2 separate regions of the Zea mays genome follow, and region 1 is linked to region 2. Evidence: chromatin contacts called from public Hi-C data. All regions are on one chromosome and are shown on one strand. Each heading gives the region's core, a stretch centred on a gene start, on an enhancer-like site or on the middle of the called end of the contact. The rest is flanking DNA. Distances are from core to core; before and after follow the strand shown. Region 1 holds the start of LOC103653849 (SAUR11-auxin-responsive SAUR family member). Region 2 has its middle 11 kb from the start of LOC103655593.

Region 1 (6,549 bases), core at 3,112-5,611, 120 kb after region 2:
ACCCCCTCCAAACATGTTAACTGATATTATATAACACAATATTAAACCAAATTTCTATGCTGAAAACAGTTAGCTGAAATTTCTATTCTGAAATTGGAACTAAAGAAACAAATAAATTTTTTATTCTGAAAACAGTTAGCTGATATTAATGAGAGCTAAGAGAGGTAACAATGTGACAGTAAATAAAATTTAGCAAACAGAGCAACATATGGTCTATTCCAAACTAAACCAGAATACATGAGGGCTAATAGATGTGCCAATTTTTTAGACAAATGTGCCACTAATTTCTATGCTCTTGGTAATCATTCCACATTTCTTGTGCTATTGCATCTCTAAGATTATTGCCTTGGACAATTACTTGATCGTTGCCTTGATCGCCATCCGATAGATCAATAAAGTTTTGTGGCGAAATATTATCTGGTTGATTATCTAACCATTCCTCATCCCCTTTGAGTGATCAGATAATATTGTGAAGTACAACAACTGCTACTGGTATCTTCACTTGATTCCTTATTTTGTGAAATGTGGCAGCTTTTAGGATGGGAAAGCGCTTCTTCACAGTCCTTTCAACATGATTCCACGGTATGGCATGGCGATGGTTAAATAACTCCTTGTAGTTCTGAGGTCTACGGTGACCTTGCCCATATTCCTTTAGATGGTATCTAACTCCACGATAAGGTGCGAGGAATGACATGGTGTTAGCATACCCACCATCAACCAAATAGAACTTTCCTAGAGGTACATGGAATCCATTGTTCATTGCAGATCGAAGAACTCTAGCATCCGTAGCTGATCCCTCCCACCCAGTAGACATGAAAGTGATATTTAGGTCGAAATCACAAGCTACCATCACGTTTTGGCTGAGAGTTCCCTTCCTATTTCTAAAAGGAGCAGCTTTGTCAGGTGAAATTGTAATGGGCACATGAGTGCCATCAGTTGCACCGATGCAGTTCTGCACAAGAAAACTATATGTGAATTTTTAAAATTTGGAAGAAAATGAATAGATATTGGGCAAGGATAGAAATGCCATCACCTTGAAGTAAGGATAGAACCTAGGATTCCTTTCAATTTTCGGATGTACTTGAATTGGAGAAGGAGGCTTCAAAAATCGTTTGGCAAGGAAAGGGACAACTATGTCAAAAAATGTTTTATATGATGGTGGAATGTGTCACTACTATGCCCAAACTCTTCTTGCAGATCCTCAAATGAAGCATTATGGCTTATCATGTATAGAAAGAAGCCGAGCTTCTCCTCAACTTTTATCCTTGTGTCACGTACCAACCTTTCCTTCCTAAGATAGCTGGCTAGGGCTCTAAAAATTCCAGGTTCCATTCTGAATGCTACTCGGCAGTTCTTGACATGCCCTTCAAGCAACTCTAAAACATGCTCCTCGCCAAATAGCTTGGATGTGTGTCGTCGTTGCTTAACTCTCCTCCCTTTAAGAGAACTAGAACGCAACAAATGTAATGCAGGAAGGAATAACATCATCAAATCATCATCATCCTCATGTCTCCTCTTCCTAATGCGCTCCATTAACCCCATACTCATTGCAAAAAATGGGGGTATCGGGTCCCAAAAAGTACCTCTCGGGGATGGTATCGGGTCCCAAGACGGTGGGGGTTGGTCTTCTCCAACTCTAAGCGGTGCAGGTACAATCTACAAAGAAAAGGTAGAATATTCAAATTAGTAATATTTTTGAATAAGTGGAACTGAAGTACTATTTTCATATTAAAAGAGAAATGCACGTCACAAATAAACAACATAGCATGACTTGACGTGCATAAACAGACAACTTGTGGCTAGATAAAAATAGGGAGAATATACTGTAGAAAAATTTAGAGCCTTGCAGAAGCAACAATACTGCTTACAATAAACAAAGGAACTAATGTTGTCTCTACCAGCAAAACAATGCATACAAATCAGTCTTTTTATTTTTGCTTCTGCACTGCAATGAAACACACAATGTACAGAACAGAAGATTGGGAGACGGTAGTACTTCACAATGCATAGAAGATTTATGATCATAATCCATGAGAACTAGTTTCAGTTAAATAAAGAATGCGGCATCAACTAACATGAACTAACATGAGAACAGGGGAGTAAAGCGAAGGGTGGGGCGCTGTCAGGGGGAGCATGTGTGCGTCCAGCTTTTGTGCAGCGGAGCATGTGTGCGTCTAGCTTTTGGGCAGCAGGAGGAAAGGATCAGTTCATGTGTGCGTCTAGCTTTTGGGCAGCAACAACCATGGCACCGGAGCGGGCAGACTACAACTTGGAAACAAGGATCAGTTCATCCGGACTCAAAACATCTCAAGCTTGTAAGGGAAAATATATGGAGCTAACTACAAACAACAAAAGCTCTGTGGGGAAATATATGTAGCCAACAACCATGCGAGGAGCAGGCTCGCTCGACCATGGCGCGGCTGGATCTAGATCCGTCTAGCCAGATTTGCACAGTGCCACAGTTTGCATGGCTTGGCTAACGGATCGAGCGGAAGGAGGGCACGGAACACGGCAAGATTGTCGCTCTAGTGCTTAATTTGCGAACTGGCAGCTCTGCGAGTCCCTTGCGGCGGCAGTACTTGATTTGCGAACAAGGGAGATGTAGATCCTTGCAGCGGCAGTACCCTAGGACACAGATTCGGAAGAGGAGAAGAGAACGAAGGGAAGGACGAACTCACAGGAGAAAAGTTCGCCGACGAAGAGGGCGGTCCACGGCGGAAGAGCCCTTGCGTCGTCGTCGTCACTTCCTCCAGATCACGCGCCGCCGCCGTCGCTTCTACACCTTGGCCGGGATAGGGTTCCACGGCTGTGGAGTCGTGGACTGATTCCAGGCCGGTATTGAGTTTTTTCGTGGGTATTGGGCCTGATTTGCAAACAGGCGTGGGCTAAACGAACAGGTATTTTTTTGGGCTTGTATTTAATCCAGCCATGGATAACACATGTGGATTCGATCATCATACAGGCCATTTCCAGCCCAGCCGAACAAGGCCTTATGGGTTCTTTTGTGTCATCAACCAGGGGTGACGGCAGGGGGGGGCACAGGGGGCAATGTCCCCCCTAATGCTCCCCTAATTCTATAGGAGATGCTAGTTTTTTAATCTAATTCTCATGTAAATAGTGTAAAATGCTTCTAATAGCCCCTTAATCTAATTTGCCCCCCTAATTTTGGATCCGGCTTCGCCCCTGTCATCAGCCTCGTCAACAGCGGCGCGATCCAATAACTTGTTTAATTGCTCAAACGATTTTAATTGAATCATCCTCTCGCTAGCCCTGTACGAGCTTGTTCAACAAAGTTTTCACCATAACTGGGGATTCGCTGCTACTCCCACGTACGTATAAGCCTTGAATGGCACTTACACATATCTGTGGCATGCCTCTGACTTGCAGCATCATGGCCGTAATTAGTATTTGGTAATGGCTTATTACGGCTCGGCTCCGTAACAAGAGGCTGAGACCTAGGCTAGGCGGTAATTAATGGTGTGTTTGGTTTGTGGAGTCACTCTATGCTTTATGAGTTGATGCATTATAAATTTATTCCATCAATTTTGTAGAATCAACCTACTTCTCATGTATATACCGTATGTAAAGTGTTTTTTTCATGGCGACCGGGTTGCGCACTTTGCAAACACTTCCCGTCCGTAGCCCTGGTACTGTTTGGTGTTATGATGAAAGAAAAAAAAGAAGAGACGCCTCACGTTTGTTTAGTACCGCATGAGAGATTTGGCAAATGTTCATTGGGCCACGTTAGCAGTGATCTGTGTTCCACCTAAAGCAAGTTTAATAGTAGAGCTATTGTTGGCCGCTTTACCATGTCATCTATAATCAACAATAAACACACTTATATAATAAAGTTGACTCTAAAATTAGCTCTTAGATGAATCATTTGTCTTCTTCTCTTTCGTCCTTTTGTCTTGAAGTCCCTGCATCACCTAATTCTCTCATGAGAGCCAACTTCCTCTACTTTTTGATATCTCTCTTTTACATAAGCAAAAATATTATGTAAGTAGACTTAGAGTCCATTATTGTATTTGCTCTTACGTGACCAAAATGAAAGAGAGGGAGACTTGACCCACATGCCCGGGCCCCCGACAACGAAAGAAAACAAAGCTAGCCAAGCCGTCCCGTCCCGCATAGTACGGTGCACCGTGTATTCCCACCGTCCAAAACCACCATCCGGCAAACGAGACGACGGAGAGCCCGGAGGATCGTCACCTCGGGCGAATCTCGCCATGTTCCACTTCCAGGTCCCAAAGGCCAGAAGCGCTGGAATCACGGCCACGGCCAAAACGATAAAAAAAAAAATCTCCCCTGGCTGGCTCTGCCCCACGGGAGCCGAAGGCGGAGTCAGCTCGCACCCACACGCACAGGCGCTCCTGTCCTGCCGCCCGCGTCGCGCCCACACGCCATTCCTCCGCGCACACCACAGCACAGCACACAGCACAGCTCCTCCCCTACCTATAAGATAACCCGCGCTGTCGCGCTCCCTTGCCAGTTGCCACCAGCCACTAGGACGTCGCTGCTTCCACGCCTCCTTTACTCCTGCTCCAACGGTGTATTCCAAGCACAGCGAGAAAGCGGAGACCTTTGCGCGAGTGCGCTCTCGTTCTACCTCCAGCAGCAGCAGCAGCGGCGCCGCAGCGGCATGCCGAGGAGACGGCACGGAGGGTTCCGGCTCGGCTGGAAGCTGCTCGGCGTCTGGTGCTGGGCGGCGCTCTGCCGGCGCCGCCGCCGCGGCCGCGGGTACCTCCGCCTGCACCCGCGCCAACAAGGAGGAGGCAGCGACAGATCCCCGCCCCTCCAGGCGGGTGTAGCAGCGGTGTGCGCCACGAAGCAGAAGAAGCAGCAGCAGCAGCAGCGGGATGACTCTGCCGACTCGCCTCGGATGCTCACGTGGGGGCGGTCGCTGGCGCGGCGGATGAGCCTCCTGCGCCGGCGTGCGGGAGAGAAGGGCCGGCTGCTGGACGACGAGGATGCCGCGGAGGCCACCACGCCCAAGGGGCAGGTGGCCGTGTACGTGGGCGGCGCCGAGCCCGGGGCAGAGTCGATGCGGTACGTGGTCCCCGTGGTGTACTTCAACCACCCGCTGTTCGGGGAGCTGCTGCGCGAGGCCGAGGAGGAGTTCGGCTTCCAGCACCCCGGCGGGATCACCATCCCGTGCGCGGCCTCGCGCTTCGAGCGCGCCGCCGCCGTGGCCGCCGCGGGCGGCGGCGCCGGGAAGAAGGTGCCCGCTGGCTGGTGGTAGTGGTAGCAGCATGTGGCCCACACGGTGGCCGCTGTACATACCACACGTGCATGCCCCTGACCCTCTTCCCCTCAGCGGCTCAGCCTCAGGCAGGAGGATCCCGATTCCCATGGGGAACGATCCTTCTTCTTTTTCTTTCTCATTAGTTTGACTCTCTTTTTTTTTTTTTTTGCCCCCTTGCTCCGTTTCCTTGTGTCGACGGTCGATTGACCATGTGCATGAGATGCGAGGAGGCATAGTTGTATTTTGAGAGATCAGAGATGAACAAGGCTATTCTAGGGTCAGCAAGAACATGTTCTGATTCTACGTACGTCAGGTGTGTTCTGATTGTCTTTGCAACTAACCCATCGACGATCCAGACCTCCTGTTAAAACTGATCAGGACAACAAGGCACAATTAGATGAATCTGACGATGACATTGATTTGAAAACTCTAAGTCATTTGTGTGGTGACTTAACAGAGGAAATCATGTATAGTCAAGTGGAAGAAAATATTTTGGTACACAATCCTCAAAGGAGCAATAATTTTAATTTATTTTAAAAACAAGAAAAGCCAAACGTACCTGACCAGAAACAAAAACATAATTCTTGATGAGAGGAATGTTTTGGAACAGCAAAGGTCTACATGACTTGGCTAAATCTACTTTTTTGTGTGATACTTCGTTAGAATATGATATTGACGAGAATTTTGTAAACATGACACCGTCTACAACGGGCTTCAAACTTTTGGCACCGCCGTCGTGGCAATTGAAAGCGTGGCATTGAAATCTCCCTCGTTTTGTAAATTTGGCATTGCGCGCGCTTAATGGTGTTTAGCCCTTATGCAGTGCCCGTGCTGCCCTCGCGCCCGAATTTTTTGCATTTTGGCACTTTTTCAGAAAAAAATTCACGTTTGGACCTAAAAAAATTTTGATGTCATTTTTGGACCCTTTGCTCGGCGCCATAGCCTACGGCGCCGAAGTAACATAGCTCGGCGCCATAGCCTATGGCGCCGATGTATCTGCTGCGCTGGCATAACCCAGACACCGTGATGCCAACGTGGCACCGAGCTCGGCGCCACAGATCTTGGCGCCGAGCTCGGTGTCTAAATTCTAATAAGCTAGCCACTCGTCCGATGCCGACATGCAGTAGTGTCGACGTTTCGAGACCGGGGGGTCCCTAAGCCGACGAGTGAATGTCGCCGCGTGCCCCAGCCCAGATGGATCGACGCGAGGCCGAGCGTGAAGGGGGGAAGTGAGGTGGCCGGAGACAGGCGTGAGAGAGGTGGGAATCCCGCGGCCTTCGTGTTCGTCCCGTGCCCAGGTCGGG
Region 2 (6,693 bases), core at 911-3,410:
CCAGTTATACTTTGCCAGGGTAGCCGTGTCGTGTCGAAAGAATGCGCGCGCGAAAGGCTGCGTAACCGCAGATATTTACAGATCTATTTCTTGGCCCGCCATCTAATACGGGCTTCTAGTTTGGTTTTATTCTGTATCGGTTTTTACTGTTTGTATAATGTTTTTATCTCCATTAGTTGCATCTGCAACAGTTAATCCGAAGCGAACAAACTCGTCTATTCGTGTAAATAGTGTTATCTGGATACTCTATTTTACAAATTCAACCAAGACAGCAAAATCTGATCATCTTCATGGTGTCAGACCCCCGCATGTCATCGACAGCTAGAGAGAGAGTGCACAGCAGAGATCAGGGGACAGGACAGGAGCGTGCGCCTGCAGGCAGAGAGAGCAGCGTGCGTGCGAGTGTATTTGTACAGCTTGCACAGACTTGCAAATACTACTGGAGTGGAGTAGTGCGTAGTAATAACAGGCTGCAGCAGGTCGAGCCAGCTAGGTATATTTTCTTTTATTACCTGCTATACGCTGCTGCTGCTGCATTCATGTGTGGTTATTACCATTGGCCATCACATGGAAAAGAGCCTGCAAAAGGCAAACGGAAAGCTAGGACGTTTGGTAAGATTAATTTGTCTGCTCATCTAGCCATGCCATGCCATGTATACGTCTAGGCTTGCCTGATCGGTATATACTTGTGTCTTCTTCCAACCGGAATTCAGGTCTGACTTTTAGCTAATAATCCGTCCCGCCTTCTCCATCTTAGTAGAATTTAGTACTTATGGTTTAACTAATTGTTATATTCTTTCTAGGACTAGACGAGGTGTTTGCGTTATGCCTAAGTATTTGCTAGAGCACGCTGCACGAGAGTTGGTTTAAGGACCGTTTGTTCCATTAGTCTCTTAGGACTCAAATTTAGTCCCGGGACTAAACTTTAGTCCCTACCCTGTTTTGTTCTATAGACTAAGCAGAATCTAAACACATTAAGGCCTTGTTCGTTTCTATCGGATTGCACCCGGAATCGTTCCAGCTAATCAAAGCTTATATAAATTAGAGAAGCAATTCGGTTAGAAATCGTTCCGACCCACCAATCCGACACAAACGAACAAGGTCTAAGGGCATGTTCGGTTGTCTAGGATTGGACCTAGATTTATTCCAGCTGTTGAAATTTTATATAAAATAAGTAAACAATCCAGACAGTGATAGTAAATGCTACTCTTTAGTCTCTTTTAGCACCCATGTCAAAGACTAGAGACTAAAGTCAATCAGTCTATGTTTTAGTCATTCTGTTTGGTAAAAAGACTAAAAGCTAAGGACTAAAGATTAGTCTCTGTAACCAAAAGGCGCTTTAATTTGGCTGTCAAACCCAGCAGGTGACTGATGTTTGCCTCTGGGACAGTGACATGGAGCTACTGCTAGATAGGATGTGTACACTACTATACTAGCTAGTATACGGCTGGGAGAGGCGGCCTTGTCGTCTTCATTGTAAAGGCGAGTTGGTAATAAGTGTAAAACGTTGACATTTTCATTATTGCAAAAACAAAAAAAAACCATAGCTGTCGATAAGCTACGGGGCCGAGAGAGGATTAAAAAGAAAGGAACCATGATTGTTTGTATCGCTGTCAAAATCATTATTTAGAAGCAGCCGGCCGGTGAAATCTGCATGCAAAGCTTGATGATTAGAAACAGCTGGGACCGCTTTAATTTGTAGCAATAACCTTGTATACACCGATCTATCTATAGCATCTGCTATAGTGACGAAGTTATAACTTGAGCTAATCAGCTGGCCCTTTTCTTCTTCTTCTTTTTCATAGGTATTAGGCATCACCTAAGCACACAAAGGGGTCGTACGACGGAGGACCTGTTTTGCCTCACTCAACAACAAAATTGGGAATAGCGGATTGATTAGAGCTGTCATGCCTGTGGACTGCAAGCTACCACTAGCAAATGTTGTGGACGACCAGTCGACCATGACGGGAAGTCAACTGGGTTATTTGGAACACAGAAATTTCGTAAAAAAATCCATTCAATTTTATGGAGAAAATATAGAGACATCTTCTTGTCCGCGTCGCCCGTCGCCTTATACGATCGAGTACAGTAGCAGTAAGTGTTTAAAAACATACCAAGTGCCGCGGCAGGCTCGTAGCGATGAGAAAGAGGACCAACGATTCGTCTTCGTGGGCATACAGCATCCTAAAGCCCACTTAGTTTGGTCGAGGCCCATTTGTCTCTCTACAACAGCGAAAATACGAGCCCGACAGTTTTTGTGTGCGTTTTTTTTCTTCTTCTTCCGAAATGATTTCCTTTGAATCTATTTTTGACGTGGGAAACTTAGATATTGTATTACAGGACTGTACTTTCTGCTAGAGTAAAACTCTCTTCTATATAAACAAGAGAATCATGGTCGCTTGAGAAATCCAGCATCCAGTCAGCTTTTTTATGTATTATTAGTCTTTTGTGGCTTAATTACTTTTCTGATCTCCTGTACGTAGTCTGTTGTATGTTACTCCTTTCGTTTCTTTTTAGTTGTCTTGGATAGTTCAATTTTACAATATTCAACGACAACTAAAACGAAACGAAGAAAGTACTCCGCGAGACCCAACGACGGACGACGACGTTCTTGATGGTCATATCGACCCTATAACAGCCTCGCAACGTATCTTTTTTATGGATATTGTTGCTGCGTATGACTGTGACTGTTAATAAAAGGAAGCTCCAACGTGAAAGCTAGCACGGCCGCAATCCCAGCACTGCTTTACTACTACTCGTTCTCCCCAACGAAGGCTTGCGTTAGCTCGTCGAACAGCTGGTGTACAGCAACCATCAACAGCTGAACCGTAGAGCAATTTAGCACGAACATGGCGTAATTTTCACTAACCTGTTGAGGTACACGACCGTCAACCAGCAATCTAGCAACGTCGGCTTCCCAAAAAAAAAAAAAAAGCAGCCAAAGGCCAGTATAAACGCAAACTCACCGCTTGAAACGGAGCGCAGATCAATTGACCTTCCAAGCTCCATAGAGTCAGGGTGGGGGAGCGGACAGTTAAGGACGTACGACGCCTGACAATGACTGCAACAGGCCACTAGCAGTCGATCGGCACAGAGAGACTGAAGAAAACTGAGTCCTCAAATCATCTGAGAGTAGCGTCGTGTGTTTAAAAAACAAGATAGTTTTTAATGTAATTTCAATAATTACTAGAAAAATATGTGAATTTAATAAATAAATCTGAGAAATTAACAACCACATCCACGTGCATAAAACATATAAGAGAGACAACGCTGCTTGTCTGACAGTCATTCTCAACAAGTTAAAAAATGTGAGTTGAAGAGGAAATCATAATCTGCTACTTTTGTAATAGTTAGAGCTCCTCAAGAATGACTATTTTAAAGACATAGTTTTATTTGCTGTCATTCTGTTGCATCAAAAAAAAGTAACTTGACTATGTATCATTCGACCTAGTGATAAACACCTATATATATATATATATATATATATATATATATATATATATATATATATATATATATATATATATATATATATATATATATATATATATATATATATATATATATATATATATATATATATATATATATATATATATAGGTATAACGGGAGCCCTGGACTTCGGATATTAAAGGAAGCCCAGGTCGGTTCCCGAGGTCTGGTCGATGGAACAGGCGCGCCTGTGTTTTAACGTGGGGCTGAGAGGTGGCATGCAGGACAGACGGCGCCGTGACGCGGTTGTTTGAATGGTAAGGGAATTGCGCGGAATTAAAGGGAATAGATGCCACATGCAAACGTGATTACTGTGATACTTGGGCGCGTAAATTATGGATCTTGCATGGTAAGTAATGTGCGGAAGGTAAAAAAAATGAAGCATAAGATGTTGAAAGATATGGCATAAAACCGAAACGGCATAATAGATGCATAAACAGTATATACCGATTGGCGTAAAACGTTGTGTCATTGTGCGTAAATTTTATATTATGAATTTTAGTTTGACAAAGACGTCGCCATAATATCGGGACGGTTTCGGAAATAATAGGGAGACCCTGTAAACGTGGATGCAGTTACTTTTATAGTATCCGAGATTTACTTTCATTCGGAAAAAAAGACCACTAAGCCTGCATAACTAATCAGAGTTGGAGATGGCCGGCTCTGGAGGGTCGCCGGCGATGGAAGGAGATGACGTTCGTCTTGATCTAGAGACAGAGGGAGGAGTTGGTGGTAACTCACTGGTGACACCACCGCCTGCTCTAATGGGTCCTGAGATCGCCGAGATGAGCATAGGGGAAGAAGGAGAACAAAGGGTTCGACCTTCTATGTCCAATATTAGCTCCAGGGAGATGGATACGCCACAGATACTGCGTTCACATGTAAGTCCAATCGCTGTATTTGATTATTGATTGATTATATTGTTGTGAACATATTCCATGGTACAAACAACAATGACAATGAAATAGCAGGCAAAAACATTGATCCAACTATAGTGCCAACGGTAGGGATGACTTTCAAGGATGTTGATGATGCATATAAATTCTATAAAAGATATGCATATGAAGTTGGATTTCCACTGAAGAAATACAGAGAGAAGACATTCAGTAAGTGGATAAATTGTTCACGTGAAGGTAAAAGTGCAGCAAAATCAAATGATACACCTAGGATGAGGAATAGATCATCGGGGCGTACGCAATGCAAAGCTAGAATAAAATTTAAAAAAAAAATATGATGATGAAAACAAAATGGTTGTAGCTACAAAAATTGAACTGGTAAACTTGGAGCATAACCATGAGTTCATAACTGACGAAGCAGAGAAACAACATTTACGTTGCAACAAAATTAGGGATGCTGAGTTCATAAATTTTGTGGATGCAATGCATGATAGCCGAGTGCCGCAGCATTGCATAGTTGATTTTATATCAGAAATGAATGATGGGCCGGAGAACGTACCGGTAACTGCTCAAGATCTGAAAAACATGTAAGCAATACTTTTTTGTTACATGTGTATATATCAATAGCCATGAATATTACTATAGTAAATGTGTGTGTAATAATTTTTTGTGCAAACAAATGTAGGAGGGCAGCCAGGAGAAGAGAAAATTGCTCAAATGATGTAGCCAAACTTTTGGCTTTCTTTAGAGAATGCAAGAAACAGAATCCACAATTTTTTTGTGATTTCCAGCTAGACGATGATGGGAAAATAGTTAGTATTTTTTGGTCACACGCAAGTATGCAGGGGGAATACGCAGATTATGGTGATGCTGTGACATTGGATACAACACACAAGACAAATATATATGATAAACCACTGGGCATGTTTGTTGGAGCTAACAGCCATCTGCAGTGTACAGTGTTTGGATTTGTTTTGTTGGGAGATGAAACTGTACATACTTTTGAATGGGCTTTCAATTCATTCAAAACATGTATGGGATGCGAGGGTCCAAGAGTTATGCTTACAGGTATGTGATATATACATTTGTTATGCAAAACAGTGAATTAATTTATTGTGAAAATAACTGAATAATCTGTGAGCAATTGCAGATCAAGATCCTACAATGCCAATTGCTCTGAGAACTGTATTTCCAAAAATAGTTCACAGACTGTGCTTATGGCATGTACAGAACAGATTTATGCCATTCCTAAATGAGATATATGCCAGGTTTGCTGTTAAGGATTTTAAAACAACATTCCAGTCTATTATACATCATCCATTAACTCCTCATGAGTTTGAATGTGCCTGGGAAATGATGCTAGAGGAGTTCAATCTTCATGAAGATATGACTCTACGCAAATTATATGAAATAAGAAAAGAATGGATACCTGCATTTTTTAAAAATGACTTCTGTGGGGTAATGGTATCTACACAACGAAGTGAGAGCATGAACAGATTAGTGAAGCAATCACATGTAGATGCGAACACCCCACTGCATGAGTTCGCTAAACAAATGATGAAAATGTTGCACAGCAGGAAAATGAAAGAATCAAAGGAGGCATTGGTGAGCAAGGTATGTCGTGCTTGTTAGCAATAACGGTTTTGCATACATTTATGTAAATAATTTGTTTAATTATGATAATAATGTGTTATAGGCACCAAGGACAACGGATACATTATATAGGTTCGAAGTGAGAGTCTCTAGAGCATACACCAGAGCTGTTATGAATAGATTTGAGGAATCAATGAAATACGCCACTGCATACAAAATATTAAAGGACCCAGACGGATGTGATAATGAATGGATCGTACATCATACAAAACGGTCTAATAAAATTGTGTGGGGACAACATCAATTCAAGATAACAGCAGACATAGAAGCTGGGGAGTATACATGCGAGTGCAAACAGTGGGAACATACAGGTTTGTACGTATTATGTTGGTTAGCATAAAAAATTTGCATACTAGAGAATTTGATGATTGTAGTACAAATTAATGTATATTTTTGAAATAATGGTTCGTTTTCATGTTTTCAGGTCTATTGTGTGTTCATCTTTTAAGAGCCTTCATGCATCTTCAAGTTGAAAAGATACCTTCAAAGTATATATTGCAAAGGTACACTGTCTCATCAAGAAAAGATGTTCCGTTTGAAAGAATTGATAAGAGCTTCAGGGGGAAGGATAGAGTTACTAAATCATACAGACAGAAAATGTTGTTAACGAAAACAATGAAAGTAGTTCGCCAGGCGTGTATGTCAAAAGCA

What was found. Hi-C and Micro-C count contacts between places; a contact is called where the count stands out from the background.
Region 1: a contact with region 2 is called in a Hi-C map of bundle sheath, with 2.4 times the contacts expected there. The contact joins the promoter of LOC103653849 here to the enhancer-like site in region 2. A contact is called at or near these places in 6 of 25 Hi-C or Micro-C datasets (bundle sheath, ear, endosperm and 2 more).

Annotation. Positions count from the first base shown.
Region 1 is chr4:154,279,005-154,285,553 of Zm-B73-REFERENCE-NAM-5.0, forward strand. LOC103653849 (SAUR11-auxin-responsive SAUR family member) reads left to right here and starts at 4,362. Exons shown (of 1, transcript XM_008680658.4): 1 at 4,362-5,647. The coding sequence starts at 4,643. The coding sequence ends at 5,242. It also overlaps the pseudogene LOC109945837.
Region 2 is chr4:154,163,536-154,170,228 of Zm-B73-REFERENCE-NAM-5.0, forward strand. No RefSeq gene overlaps it. Among protein-coding and RNA genes, the nearest start is that of LOC103655593, 11 kb to the right of the region's middle. Within about 2 kb of position 2,161, at least 12 of the 20 cell types and tissues checked have an H3K27ac peak or open chromatin away from gene starts, as enhancers often do. A contact at or near this core is called in bundle sheath, ear, leaf and 1 more, where this site is marked.